Regions from separate parts of the Mus musculus genome. Here region 2 is linked to region 1. The links are chromatin contacts, called in public Hi-C maps. All regions are on one chromosome and are shown on one strand. Each heading gives the region's core, a stretch centred on a gene start, on an enhancer-like site or on the middle of the called end of the contact. The rest is flanking DNA. Distances are from core to core; before and after follow the strand shown.

Evidence for each region. Hi-C and Micro-C count contacts between places; a contact is called where the count stands out from the background.
Region 2: a contact with region 1 is called in a Hi-C map of muscle stem cells, with 2.2 times the contacts expected there. The contact joins two enhancer-like sites. A contact is called at or near these places in 1 of 484 Hi-C or Micro-C datasets (muscle stem cells), 1 of 115 datasets of contacts at active chromatin or transcription factors (embryonic stem cells) and 1 of 9 other capture datasets (embryonic stem cells).

The regions. Positions count from the first base shown.
Region 1 is chr8:117,954,150-117,961,050 of GRCm38.p6, forward strand. No RefSeq gene overlaps it. Among named protein-coding and RNA genes, the nearest start is that of Gm39262, 9.2 kb to the left of the region's middle. Within about 2 kb of position 5,547, at least 1 of the 459 cell types and tissues checked has an H3K27ac peak or open chromatin away from gene starts, as enhancers often do. A contact at or near this core is called in muscle stem cells, where this site is marked.
Region 2 is chr8:118,515,871-118,522,448 of GRCm38.p6, forward strand. The region is part of intron 2 of Cdh13 (cadherin 13); the gene reads left to right. Among named protein-coding and RNA genes, the nearest start is that of Gm24035, 93 kb to the left of the region's middle. Within about 2 kb of position 2,796, at least 41 of the 459 cell types and tissues checked have an H3K27ac peak or open chromatin away from gene starts, as enhancers often do. A contact at or near this core is called in muscle stem cells, where this site is marked.

The DNA.
Region 1 (6,901 bases), core at 4,297-6,796:
ACTCCTTGGCAAAGGGCTTGTTAGTGAGGTCTCCAAACCTCCTTGGATTTTCACAGAAATTAAAATGCGAGAGATCAAGGGCTCTGCATATGCTGGACATGGTACTTGCATGTAATCTCAGCACTTGGAAGGGGGAGGCAGGAAGACCATGAGTCAAAGGCCAGCCTCGCTTACACAGTATGCTCCAGGAGTGGCTGGGATACGTTTAAGTCCCTAGAATCCTAGTACTCAGGGGATGACTGTGGGAGGGCCAGGAATTCAGAGTCATCTTCTGCTACTTGGTGAATCTGAGACCAGCCTGAAACCCTGTCTCAAAACAAACAGGTAAGCAGATAAAAGCTAGGAGGAGCCTGTTGTAGGTTTAGGGAGATTCGTGACACACCAAGTTTAAGAACATCTGAAGGGGCTGGTGAGATGGCTCAGCAGGTAAGAACACTGATTGCTCTTCTGAAAGTCCTGAGTTCAAATTCCATCAACCACATGGTGGCTCATGGTAAGATGATCCCTTTTGCCACAGCCAGCAGCTTTTATCGAACACTGACTTTGTACCAATGGTTCCTATAGACAAACCACCTGTTTCAGTCTAACTTGACTTCAGATCAAGGAGGTCATGCGACAAGGAGGAGCATGCACCAACCATTGCGTGTGGGGCTTGTTCATGGTTCCTGGGTTCATGCTGCAGCTATAGTCCTTCAGATCGCACATGCTCACGTTGCTTTTTGGGGGTACTTGGGGATCGCTACCCACTTCAGACTCATGTGCCTTATAATCCCAGCATGATGAAGGAGACCCAAGATGGATCTTGCCTCTCACAATTCTTCATGTAGTTGCTGGAATTAAAAGTTCCATTCACTGAGCCTCTAACACACCAGAGTGGCACAAAGAGGCTTCTCTTCCTCACTGCCTCTTACTGCATGGAGCCAAGTATGCAATCATCACGTAGCCCCTCTCTCACCAAGGAAGCTGCCTGGCTGACAGATGCCACTCCTCTCAAGCAGGGGCCTTCATTTTAGGCTTCCTGGCTGTCTACATAGAGCCTTGGGAGGGAAGGGAACATATAGACATGTAGACACTTCATGGGAGGAAGGAAGGAGCTATCTACGGACCAGGAGGCAGCCACTTAACACACACACACACACACACACACACACACACACCACATACTACACACTCACTTCATACACACACATATACACAACATTCCACACACTCATACCACACACACACACACACACACACACACACACACACACACACACACACACACACATACATCCTGTCTGCTGGAGCTCTGTCACATAGGCACGGCAGTTTTCACAGAGGGTGGAAATAGAGGCCGTGCATGCACAGAGAGGCAGAAGTGGGTTTTGTGATGTACTAACAGTTGCCTGGTCAGGAGTGAATGATGAGTTAGCTCTGACAACAGGAATGGGCTGGAAGAGGCTGCCTTCAGTGTGTGCAGGAAGGGTTTGGGGGCCACGTCCATGCTTAGGAAAAGGGGGCACACGTGTGCATGTGTTCAGCCTTTGTTTTGCACATAAGGCTGTGAGTGGTGAGTTTTGACCTGTTTTCCCATGCCTCCTCTCACCCCTACATGTAGGGGAGGTAACTCCATGGTGATTGACAGAAATGAGGGACTAAGGTCATAGACTGCATGGATATCAAGTGGCTTGTGAGAGGACATTTACAAAGGAGGCTGGTACTATGTGAACTGAGTCATGGGAACATACAAGAAGAAACTAAGGAGACGAGGCTAGACCTGGGAGCCTGGGGGCCGCTGCAGGCACATGTGATCGGGTAGTAGATTTGAAGCAAGGATAGCAAGAAGTAAGAGACTTCTCAGGACTTCTGGGGAGAATCCCACAAAGCCCAGTGCAGAGATTCCCACAGCGCAAGGGTTCACTCACAGCACTGCTTTGTGAGCCTGCTCACACGACAGTCTGTCTCTATCCAGCCTGTGGGAGCGTTCCTAAAAGCCAGAGATGGAGTAGAGCTACTGCATACCAGCTACTGTTCTGGGAGTAAATCAGTAATTAAAATAGGTGGGTCATACCTTAGTTGAACTTTCCCTCCTGAGTCTCATGATTAACACTGTAAGAAGTGGCACCTGCTAAGGAGGCCTGGCTTTGTCTATACGAGCTAAAGGGACAAATACATTATTATGTGACCTGATCAGGTTTTTCTGTGAATATGATTGGTGATTTCCTTGTGTAAGGTTAATTAAAATTCAAAAAAGGTATGTGAGTGTGTGTGTGTGTGTGTGTCTGTGTAGGGATGTGTATAAATGGGTGCAGTTGCTCATGGATGCCAGACAAGGGTATTAGAACTGGGGTTACGTGATTGTGAGCTGCCTGATTGTGTGCTGGAAGCTGCGCTTGGGTCTCTAGAAGAGAGCACGGGCTTTTCACTTCTGAGACTTCCCTCTAGCCTCAAAGGTCGTTCTTAGCGAAAATCCTAGAGCTCCATAGACTTCACTGACATCCTACAGTGCTCCCCAGATAGGCAGAGCACCCTCTTTTAGAAACAGGGACGAGGAAGATGCTGGAGGTGAAGGAAGTCTGTCCAAGCTCACATGAGAGTTGGGATTTTATCCAGGTACCTTGACCCCCAAACCAGTGGCTAGTCTGGCCTGAAGCCTGTATCACGGCAGTGGAGTTTCACGGTCATTCTGCCTCTCTCTCCTTAACCACTTTAGTTCCTGCCTGACTTCTTTACTTCTGCACGGCACCTCCCTAGGCGTAATGAATGATATCTGGAGCTCCAAACCAGAGAGCATTTAGTGGTCATGAAGGCTTGATAAAATGTGTACATGGTTTTAAATATTCCATTGTGATGCACGGTGAGACTTGGTTAAAAATGAGAGCACGTAAAAGCCTGCCCCGATTTGATTGATGACACGCCATCAATATTGATGGCCAAGAGCACATTGGGAAGTTGGGAGGCTGTATTTCTGCTGTGTCCTGCTAGCATCCAAGTCTGCAGGATGATATATCGTGAGGGAGCCTGAGTATCACGCCGCTGTTACACTGACATTAAGTAATGATAATGGGGCTCAGCCTTAGTTTGAAGTAAAATCAGTTTTGAGCGAAACATGGGCCAACAGAGTCTATGTTGGGGGGGTGAATGCTGTTTACAGGGTCATTTGCTATAGGACTCTGTGTTAGCTAGCCTTGCATCTGGGGCTGCTCTGAGAGAGGAGGACAGGACAGTGCTGCACCATCCTGTGGTACACCCCTCCGTGGGATGATGGAGACAATTCAGAATGATGTACCTACAAGCCAAGGAGTGCCTAGGGTGACCGTTGATGTTAGATGCAGGGAAAGGCTCCTCTCCAGAGCTTTCAGAGGGAGTGGCCAGGCTGACGGTGTGATTCGAGGCCTTTAGATTTGGGGCATTTATTTCTGTTGTTTCTAAACACCCAGTTTGTTACCCTGCTATGGCAGCCACAGGAAGCTAATATAAACACTTTATAGCTGTATGTTTTCTCTGCAGCCTCCTAGGAAGCTGTGCCCCTCCCTGCAGAGCCCTGGATTTGCCCGCGGAAACCCCGTTCTAGATTTCTTGAGATCTCCAAGAGTGCCACTAAATTTGTGGTAATTTGCGACAGTACTGCTCAGAAGGCAAGGCATTATTATGTTACTTTCTTTGTCACTGTGACAGAACTCAGGGCTGGAAAGTCTGCCATGGAAGTGTCGGGTGCTTCTCTCTACTGTCTGTCTGTCTGTCTGCCTGCCTGTCCATCTCTGCTCTGACCCTCTCATCCATATCTGCCCAGAGCCTCTCCTGCAGGATAATTGTTGGTTTTCTTTTCCTTTCAGTGCTAAGAAACCCAAAGCCCTAACTCAGCTTATTTCAGCAGAGGAGAGAATTTATCTCTCATAATTACACATCCTGAAGTAGGGACCCTGGTCTTTCCTTATCGTTTTATTCTGACAGTCTTTGCATAGTGTCTTATCTTCCAGCCTTGATTTTGTGGGGCGCTACAGATGATCTTGATGTGTGTTACTAAATTATGAGCGTCTTACAGTGGAGAGGCACTTCCCCTCTTCTCCCATCCCCTCCCTCTTTCTCCTCCTTTCAGGAAAAGGAAAGACATTTTCAGGTGCCCCCTGCCCCCATCCTCTGTGCAGGCCTCCATGTTCTCTGGGGTTTAATCTCCTGGCAGTGCCATAGGCTTACATAACCTACCTTCTGGGGAGACAATGAGGCCCACCTCCCTTGAGGAACATGGTCCCGTAAAGCCTGTTCTACAAGCACTCGAGTGTTCTGGAAGGGAGAACGGTTTCTGGGTAGGAAGCTAAACAAGTTGGTCTCAAGCAGCTCTCGAAATGTGTCTGGGTTTCCTGATACGCATAGGAAGTTCTAACCTCAATTCAGAGTCAGAGAGAAAGCTGCTTATGGTGTGTGCTGGCTCGAGTTGCCTGCTTAGGACTGACTGCCTGGGATAAGATGCTGAGGGTACATCCACATCTGCGCCCCGATTGGGTAACAATGTCTGCCAAGGATGTGTGTGTTGCTTTTCAGAGTTAGAAGGAAAACTTTCTGCCCTCTTTAATTTAAAAGAATTGTGCATGTGTGTTTCTCTGTGTGCTCATATGTGCACGTGTGTTTCTGTGTGTGTTCATATGTGTGTTTCTGTGTGTTTTCATATGTGCATGTGTGTTTCTATGTGGATCCATTCATTTGGAGGCCAGAGACCAATGTGCAGCATTTTCCTCAGTCATTCTATACCTTTTTCTTTTTCTTTTCCTTCCTTCCTTCCTTCCTTCCTTCCTTCCTTCCTTCCTTCCTTCCTTCCTTCCTTCCTTCCTCCCTTCCTTCCTTCCTTCCTCCCCCTCTCTCTTCCTCGTTTTTTTCTTTCTCTTTTCCTCTCTTCCCTTCCTCTTTCCTTTCCCTTTTTAAAAGTTTATTTATTATGTATACCGTGTTCTGCTTGCATATATGCCTGCAGGCCAGAAGAGGGCGCCAGATCTCATTTATAGATGGTTGTGAGCCACCATGTGGTCACTGTGAATTGAACTCAGGACCTCTGGAAGAGCAGTCAATGCTCTTAACTTCTGAGCCATCTCTCCAGCTCCCTCCCTCTCTCTTTCTCTCTCTTTGAGACAGGGTCTCTCAATGAACCTAGAATTTGCTGATTTGGCTAGGTGGGGTGGCAGCAACCCCCAAGGAACGTCCTGGCTCTGCCTCCCCAGTCCTGGACTTAAAGGCAGACTTAACTGAGGACCTTAGATTTGTCCAGAAAGCCCTCTCCTGACTGTGTCATCTCTTGCGTTCGTAATTGGCTTGTAGGCTCCAGGCTTTGTCTTCCTAGATGGTTCTATTTCCCAGGGACTGCTGGAGATCCCGGGCTTTAGAAAGCACGTTGACATATTTCACCAGGGAAGTGTGTATGGGGTCTGTGTCCTTCTGAAGTAGTTCTGTCTGTATAGCCCCCTGAAATTCTGAGTTTTCTCTTGATTGGATCCAGACAGTACTCAGTAGCCAACTGGACGTTGAGGCAAGCTCCTCCCTGTTCCCACGGCCCCGTCAGCGTGTAATTGTTGGCTAAAAGGGGAAAAGGCTTTGGGAGCAGCTTGGCAGTAGTTTTTGCCTGACTTCAAAAGAGGCATGGGGAACCTCGCTTTTGCGTTCTGAGACCTCATTCTCAATAAAGGAAAACCTCCCTGCACTCGTAATTCTCCCATTCTGGGTCAGCCAAGTGAGCAGTATTTTAATTTTAAAATCTTACCCAATTATCAGAAGGGTGGCTTTCTTCCGGGTATCAGTGGTACCATCTCTGTAACAGCCTCCTCCTTTCCCTCCCTCCTTCCTCTCTGCTTATCTTTGGATGCTAGCCGAGCCCAGCCGCCTCAGCAATGCCATCTCCCCAGGCATAATGATAATAATGGGGGACTTGTTTCTCAGAGCAAGTTTTCATTATTTTGAGTTTTTGTCTGTTTGTCACATGTCTAACTAATTTCTTATTGCTTCCAAAACAAAGAGTGATTCCGGGGGAATGGGGTTGCCCTGGCACCCTCACGTCATTTCCAACTCTCTTTGCCCTCCCTGGTCTTCCCCTTACAGTAAATGAAAGGATGGTTGTTTTTACACCCCAGCCCAGCCCAGGTTGTGTTTGACAAACCTCTGGACCCAGTCAGATAATTTTGCACTTCCAGATTCAGTGAACCACATGACAAAAGTTAATTAAACTGGCTGGGGTCGGAGTATCTGCTGGTGGATCAGGAACACTGTCTCCCCTTCTCAGAATAATCACCACACACATAGATCCCTCCAGTGCTCCGTGTTGTTTAATAAACATGCCATTCATCCCTTCACAAACGTCTGTGTTTGAAAATTAGCATCAAAACACTTAACGATTGCCCCTTCTCGGCAACTCCTGGCTGGTTTCTTCTCTCACCAAAGTCCAGCATAAAAAATTCCCATTGTGCCCCAGTCTAAATTGGTGAGCTTTCCAACCCACCTGCCCCACCCAATTTGAGTAGTTATCTTTTCTGATTTGAGACAGGTCTAGATCCTCACTTAAAGTCCCCAAAATGCTTGAGTTATGTATCAGTTCACCTAAACTGTGGTCTGCTACAGTAACAAATAGTTACAGCATCTCACTGACTTAACACAACAAAGAATGCTTTCTTGCTCCTGTTTCATGTCCATGAGGGTTGGTCAGGGATTTTAACTTCAGTACTCAAATTGATGGAATATTTTCTTTCTCCATTTCATGGAGAAATAAATACAGCGAAGCATGCTTAGGCATACTGAAAGCTTTCTTCAGAAAATGGCTTGCTTCCTATCCAATTTTGTTATTAGTCCAATATGATGCCATGCGTGTAGTTAGAAGGGACTCAGAGACTCTCAGCATTCAGGTGGGTTTGGGTATATGTTTGAAGGTTCATTTCCCAAT
Region 2 (6,578 bases), core at 1,546-4,045, 560 kb after region 1:
CTGAAACTTGGGATGATTAAGACAAGGCATACCAGAACAGGATTTGATGGGGGGGGGGGGGGGGCGTGGCATGGCAATGGGATTGGGAAATAGCTGTGAGTGGAATAAGGGCAGGAGGAGAGAGAGAGAGAGAGAGAGAGAGAGAGAGAGAGAGAGAGAGAGAGAGATCCTACAAAGGACAGCTGGAATCACTGCAGCCAACTTAACTTCCTGGTCGAAACACTGACTTCTTGACTCTTTGGACCTCTGGCCGTCATTCATGTAACAAGGCAAGTTAATGAGGGCTGTTTGGTTGTAACCAGTAGTACCTCACCTCCATGCAGAGCCATCAAAACCATGTAAGGTTGCTGGTTTCATGACAGTCACCGACAAAATAGAGCTTAGGATGGGAGAGGGTTTGTTTGACATAGAATCAATCCCAAGACCATGTTTTGGGGGAAGTCACACAAGAACCTCAAGAGGTAAGTCACATCACTCTAGAGTAAAATGCGAAGAGAACAAATGTGTGTCCTCATGTTCTCAGTTAACGTTTTCTCTTCCATATTACTCAGGACCCCCTGCATAGGGAATGGTGCTGCCCACAATGGTCTGATTGTGGTACTAATGGTATCTAATGGTATTAATTAACGGTTGGGACAGTTCCCCACAGATATGCCCCTAGAGGATAACCTGATCTAGATAATTCTTCATACAGACTGTCTTTCTAAGTGACTCTAAGTTGTGTCTAGTTGACATTTCAAAATCACTAGTACAGTTACCATCTCCCAATGGAAATGTCCAGGTTTGAGTTAGCTTTGGTTTAGGTGGTTTAGGGGCAACACAATAGGGCTCCCTGTTACTCTGCTCTGTTTTCTGATGCGTCTGCTACAATCTCCACTCTCAGACATGTCCAAGATGGCCACTGTGTCCCCTTTCATTTCTTCCTCCAGCTCAGTCACCTAGAACCTTTCTTCCCAGACATCCCAGCAAGCATGTCATGACCAACCGAAGGGGCCAATCTGGGACATTCCCTATCACCAAACTAGACACGGTGTCCAAGAAGACTTAGTGTTCTTGTTGGCCTTGAAAAATGGTGACTCTGAACTTCTGAAGAAGAAATTATGCTGGACTGGTACAAGCAAGAGAGTCCTCCCTCCCACCACCCCCCCCATACATGGTGTCATGCTTTGTCCCAAAGACTCCCATTCAGGACTCACATCCTACAACTGCAGGCTGCACACCATACACAAGAATTTTTAGAAGCTAGCACACATGGCAATGGAAATGTCTTAGGTGGCTTGGGATGAGGACAGCCATCCTGTCATGCCAGGCTCCTTGCTGGGGATGCTGGTGAGCAGATTGCTTAATTAGGAACATCAGAGTCTAAGTGCCGCCATCTGGCCTGGCTCTTCAACCTGTTGAGTGTCTTCATTCACATGGTCCTGCAACTGCCATAAATCTCTTTTGTTTCTGCTTTTCTTCAAGGGCTTAGGAATACAGGAACATACGGATTTACAGGAGTATCTCCTAATTGAAGGCATTAGAGCCACGTGTATCAGGATGCTTAATGAGCGAGGCAGCCAGATGTAAATTGGGGAAGATTAAGCATGGCTTTAAATAGTCTGAGAAGGCCGAGGATCTTATTATCCTGTAATGGAACAAATTCACACACATCCTAGTAACTGCTTAGCGCCCTTGGTCTGTCCCTTTCACCTTCATTTTTATGGAAATTTCCTGTTGGCTAGAGAGCCAGAAGGGAAGGCATTGCAAATACTTGCCAGCCCAAGTGTTCTCTCTCAAGCACTTTTCCTTGACTAAGTTCACGGTCTCTTGTACCTGGCCACCTAAGACCTTTGCATTTTCACGTGTGCACCGTCCCAACTGCCCATGCATGGAGAACAGCCTGCAATCATAGCATGTGAGTCCTGAGACAGGAGTCTTAGTGAGGGGAGGGGGGGATGGCAGAAGAGAGTGCCTGCATGTGAATGCAGACAGAGATCAGGGACAGGGAGACTTTCCTCAGGATGCTGCCCACCTTGCTTGTTAAAACAGTTACCTGACACTGGCCTGAAACAGTTCAGCAAAGCCGGGAGCTCCTGAGATCCATCATCCTCAACCTCGTAGCACAGGATTATAAATATGAACAGCCCTTCCCAGCATTTTACATGGGTTTTGTGGAATAACACTATCCTGTCTGAGCGATTTGCCAAGCTCCCATCTGTGGCTTCCGTGTAGGCACTTTCGTGTTCTGAGCTATATACACTTTGTTTCCTGACCCCACACCTCCCCCACTCTTGGTCTCTGGACTAGAGCTTAAGAATGTTTAAGAAGTGTTTCCTCCTGAGCGTCAGTCAAGATGTGTTTTGGAATTGTAAGCGGTCACTGGGTTACAGGGTATTTCCGGTGGATATTGCACCATCCCACCAGGTGGCTGGGGAACAGTACTCCATCATGAGACAGATTGCTGCTTCTGTAATAGGCCATGCAAATATTTACCCTGATCCAGTTCAAGTGAAGACCACAGATAGTATCACGCCATTTGGGCTTTGCTGCTGTGTGAGTTATGGCACACTTGAGGTAGGCTGAGCCTCCTGGATTTGGGGAAGCCACAGACTGCTGCTATTTAAGAGAGCATCCTTGCAAGAAGATGTTCATCTGGTCCCCCTCCACCAGCTGCTTCTGGGACAGCAGAGGGCGGTGGCCCATTTTTCCCTTGCTCCATTTCCTTACTGGTTTGCAACTTGGTAAACGGGCGTCTTGGCAGACCATTCCTGCAAAGGGGCCAACTGCCACACTAGCTGATCTCTTTACTCTCTGAAGCCAGAATAGTTGTCAGCCATCCAGCTCCCTGTGAACCGCACATGTCAGCTGATTCGGGAGACCTCCCGGAGGGTCTATTTTTAACTTAAACTGGTTTTAATTTCCATATGTATATATTAGATCCTACAGAGGGAAGGGGGATTCCAAATGAGGAAACATTGATTCTGAATAACAGGAGAGATGTGATTAACGCTTGGAAAACAGTGGAGAGCATGAATCACCCCCTCCATGTGGTGAGCACTGTGTTTTGTTTCAGTGGAAAGATGTACTGTGGATTAGAATGGAACACGAGGACCAGAGGAGATAAATCCTGCTAGAAACACATGATGCAGTCACATTCCACGTGCTTAATAAAGGGGGTGAAGCTGAAGGCAGACCTGAATTAAAGCAACCAGGCCCATACATGTGAGTGAATGCTCAAGGAATGTCCAGAGTGATAGGGAGGCATAAACCAGAACTACACCCTGGTCCATGGTCAGGGGAGGGAGAGAAGTCATGGCTTCTACATGAGGGCATGGGCTCTCATGCTGGCAACTCTGGTCACCCTTCCAGAGCTTTCTTCCTGCGGACAAAATCAAGGCAGTATTTAGTAAACCTAACTAAAACTATACTTTGAAGAAAGATGTTTAGTTAAGTGGAGTGGCAGGGAGGAAATTATGTAGATCACAAATCCAAGGAGGCCTCAGGATAGTAGAGAACTAGAGCTTCAAAGGTTTTGAAGCAGAATTCGGAGCTAGGTTAATGCAGACAGATACCTCTACAAACAAGCATAAATAAATAGAAATGTAATTATTTCCAAAATGCAAATATACACACACACACACACACATACACACATACACACACATATGTGTATGTGTGCATGTGTGTGTACATTGTATATGGTGTGTGTGTGTGTGTGTGTGTGTGTGTGTGTACATTGTATATGGTGTGTGTGTGTGTGTACATTGTATATGGTATGTGTGTGTGTGAATGATTTTAATAAAGTTACAGAGCAAACAGTAAAGATAGGTGTGGTCATGCACATTTGTCATCCTGGGACTCAGGAGGCTGAAGCAGGAGGATCTCAAGTTTGAGACAAATCTATAAAACGTGGCCAGACCCTGTCTTAAAGACAAATCAAGAGGTGAGGGCGGGAAGGTCCAACATACATTGGAGGAGTCAGATGCTTGCAAGCAATTTAATAATAAAGGAAGACAGGTTAAAGCAGATCTGTATTTACATTACAATTCATTGCAGTAGCAAAATTATAGTTCTGAAGTAACAACAAAATTATTTTCTGGTTGGGGGTTCACCACATCATGAGGATCTGTACTAAATGGTTGTAGCATTAAGATGGTTGAGAACCACCAGATGCCAAGCCCTGTTCAAAGCTGGTTAATATCCTATTACCATCAGAATTATCTTTTGAATGCATGTGCCTTTCTCCTCTACTCCAAAATACCATGTAATTTTGTCAAGTCTGCCACCTTCAGCGAATTGTCAGCAATGAGGGGACAGCTCGTGTTTTCCAAGAGAGTTCAGTGATCCTTGGACAGATATGATAGCACCCCAAATGTGACATTGACAGGACATAGCACCCACCTTCCTGCCCTACTCTTACAAATCATACTTTTTCATAATAACGTGATACAGTGTTACAGTAAAATGAAACAGGAGCCAGGGCTTCATAGACACAAGCTCTCAAAATGAGACTTGATATATCTACATCTGTATCTTGTTGCTTTGATTTCTGTTTCTGTCTTGGGTTCCTGAGCATTTGGGTGTGGCCTGTGGACCACATATTCATTAGCTGCAAATCCTTCTTAGCATCCTGAGTTTCTGCTTAGACTCCTGGGAGAGAAGCAGGAGGTCCAAGCTCTCTGGTCTAGAATTTGGCCTCATAAGTAGAGGCTGTGTCTCTACAGAGGGTACTCAGAAAAAGTAAAAATCAGAGGCAGTCCCTGAATTTTGAGAACTGACCCCTCCCCCACCCCCACCCCCGGTATCAAGGGACGTGGGTGGTACTGCACTCTATCCAGAAAGGACAGGGGGCTGTGGCATGCAGATTCATCTATGTTTCCACGCTGGTCATCAAAGTAGTATCTGCAAAGATGTCCCAGAATGCTTCATGGGAGGGAATGCCCTTCCAGAGTCCCCTCAGCACCTTGACCTGTTCTCAAAAGGACAAGAAGTAAATAGATATTCCCTGGTATTGTTGGAGGGTTCAGCACCATTGATTGAAGTTCAGGAACCGGCCAGCTTTGAGTCAAGCGTGACCAACTGACTTAAAACTGCAGGGTGTGGATATCCAGGTAACCCGTGACTGGGTTACTGCTTGATAAATGAGCCATTTGTCTCAAGGAGAAGACTGTTGACTCAGATAAATTGATCGCCTTGAATTTGCTGGAGTTGATAGCAGAGCTATTGCTGGCTGAGAGTCTAATGTTCTTGGGTAGATTCTTGAAGACAAAGTGGCTAAGTCAGCTTGCCCCCCGGTGGTCTCCGTTCTTGGTGTCACTCACTGTGCTGTGCTGATTTCCTGGATCTCAAGTTCATGCAAGTGTCTGTTTGTTCTATACTTTCATTTCCCAAAGGCCTGTCTTTGTAGTGCTGTCCTACAGAATGGGAATGGGCTACAACGAAAGAAGAGTTATGATATCAACCAAGTTTGTCAGCTTGTGGATAGATTGGTTGACTGACTAATTGATTGACTGGTAGGCTGATTTTCTAACTGTAGGCTCTTTTCTGACCTTTCTCATGTGGAGATGCATAGTAAATGTTCTATAAGTCATGTAGATGATCTACATAATCCAAAATTATATTTTCTTGCATCCAAAATTTCAGAGCTGGCCTTATAGCCATCCTTAAACACACTCACACACACACACACACACACACACACACACACACACACTCTTCCTGTAGTCTGGGTATGTATAGTCAAGCCAGTTTTCTCCTTTCATCCAAGGCCTGTGGTCAACCTGAGCTACCAGGAGTCAAACCCAGCCTCAATTCTTGAGAGGAGGGCAAGTTGTGTGTATGGTCATTTTTTTTTTTCTCCTGCTCTTTTTCTGGGATTCTCTTGAGCTAATAGATATAAGACAAAATGTAGTTGCTTTAGTAACTTTTCTTTATAGTTGCAACTAAATACCCAAAGAGAAACAACTTAAGGGAGAAAGGATTTATTGTGGCTTACTCTCTGAAGGGATACATTGACAAAAGAGGCCTGGCTGCAGAGAGGTGGATGGTTGGTCACACTGTATCTATAGTTGGGAAGCTGAGAACAAACAGCAAGTAGAGCCAAATTACAAAACCTCAAGACCTGCCCCTGGTGATACCTTTTCTCCATCAAGGCTCTACCATAAAGATCCTGCTTCTTCTAAACCCCAGAGAACTACTACCTCTTCCCCTTCCTCAGCAGCACTCCTCCAGTCTGCCACCCAGGCTACAAAGCTTCCAGTGTGAGCTGCCCAACCCTCTCTGAAATCCCGCCTTAGCTCTTCCGAAGGCTGAGACATGTCTGTGCTTAGCAAGAACGAAACCCTGGCATTCCAGACTTCGGTAACACCGAATTCCTGACTTTAAATCTTGAACCTTTTACAAATTCTTGCTATTCCTGATTCGGCATCTAAATCCACCATGGGCAGCAAATGTTTCTGGCACAAGATGGAAGAGAGCAGCTAACTAGGCAAGCTGGAACACAGGAAAGACACACAGGCACGTGGGTACCATTTCCTCTGTCACTAGCGGACTAACCAGGCTTCTAAGGATTGACAAAAAGCAAGGGTGTACCCCAG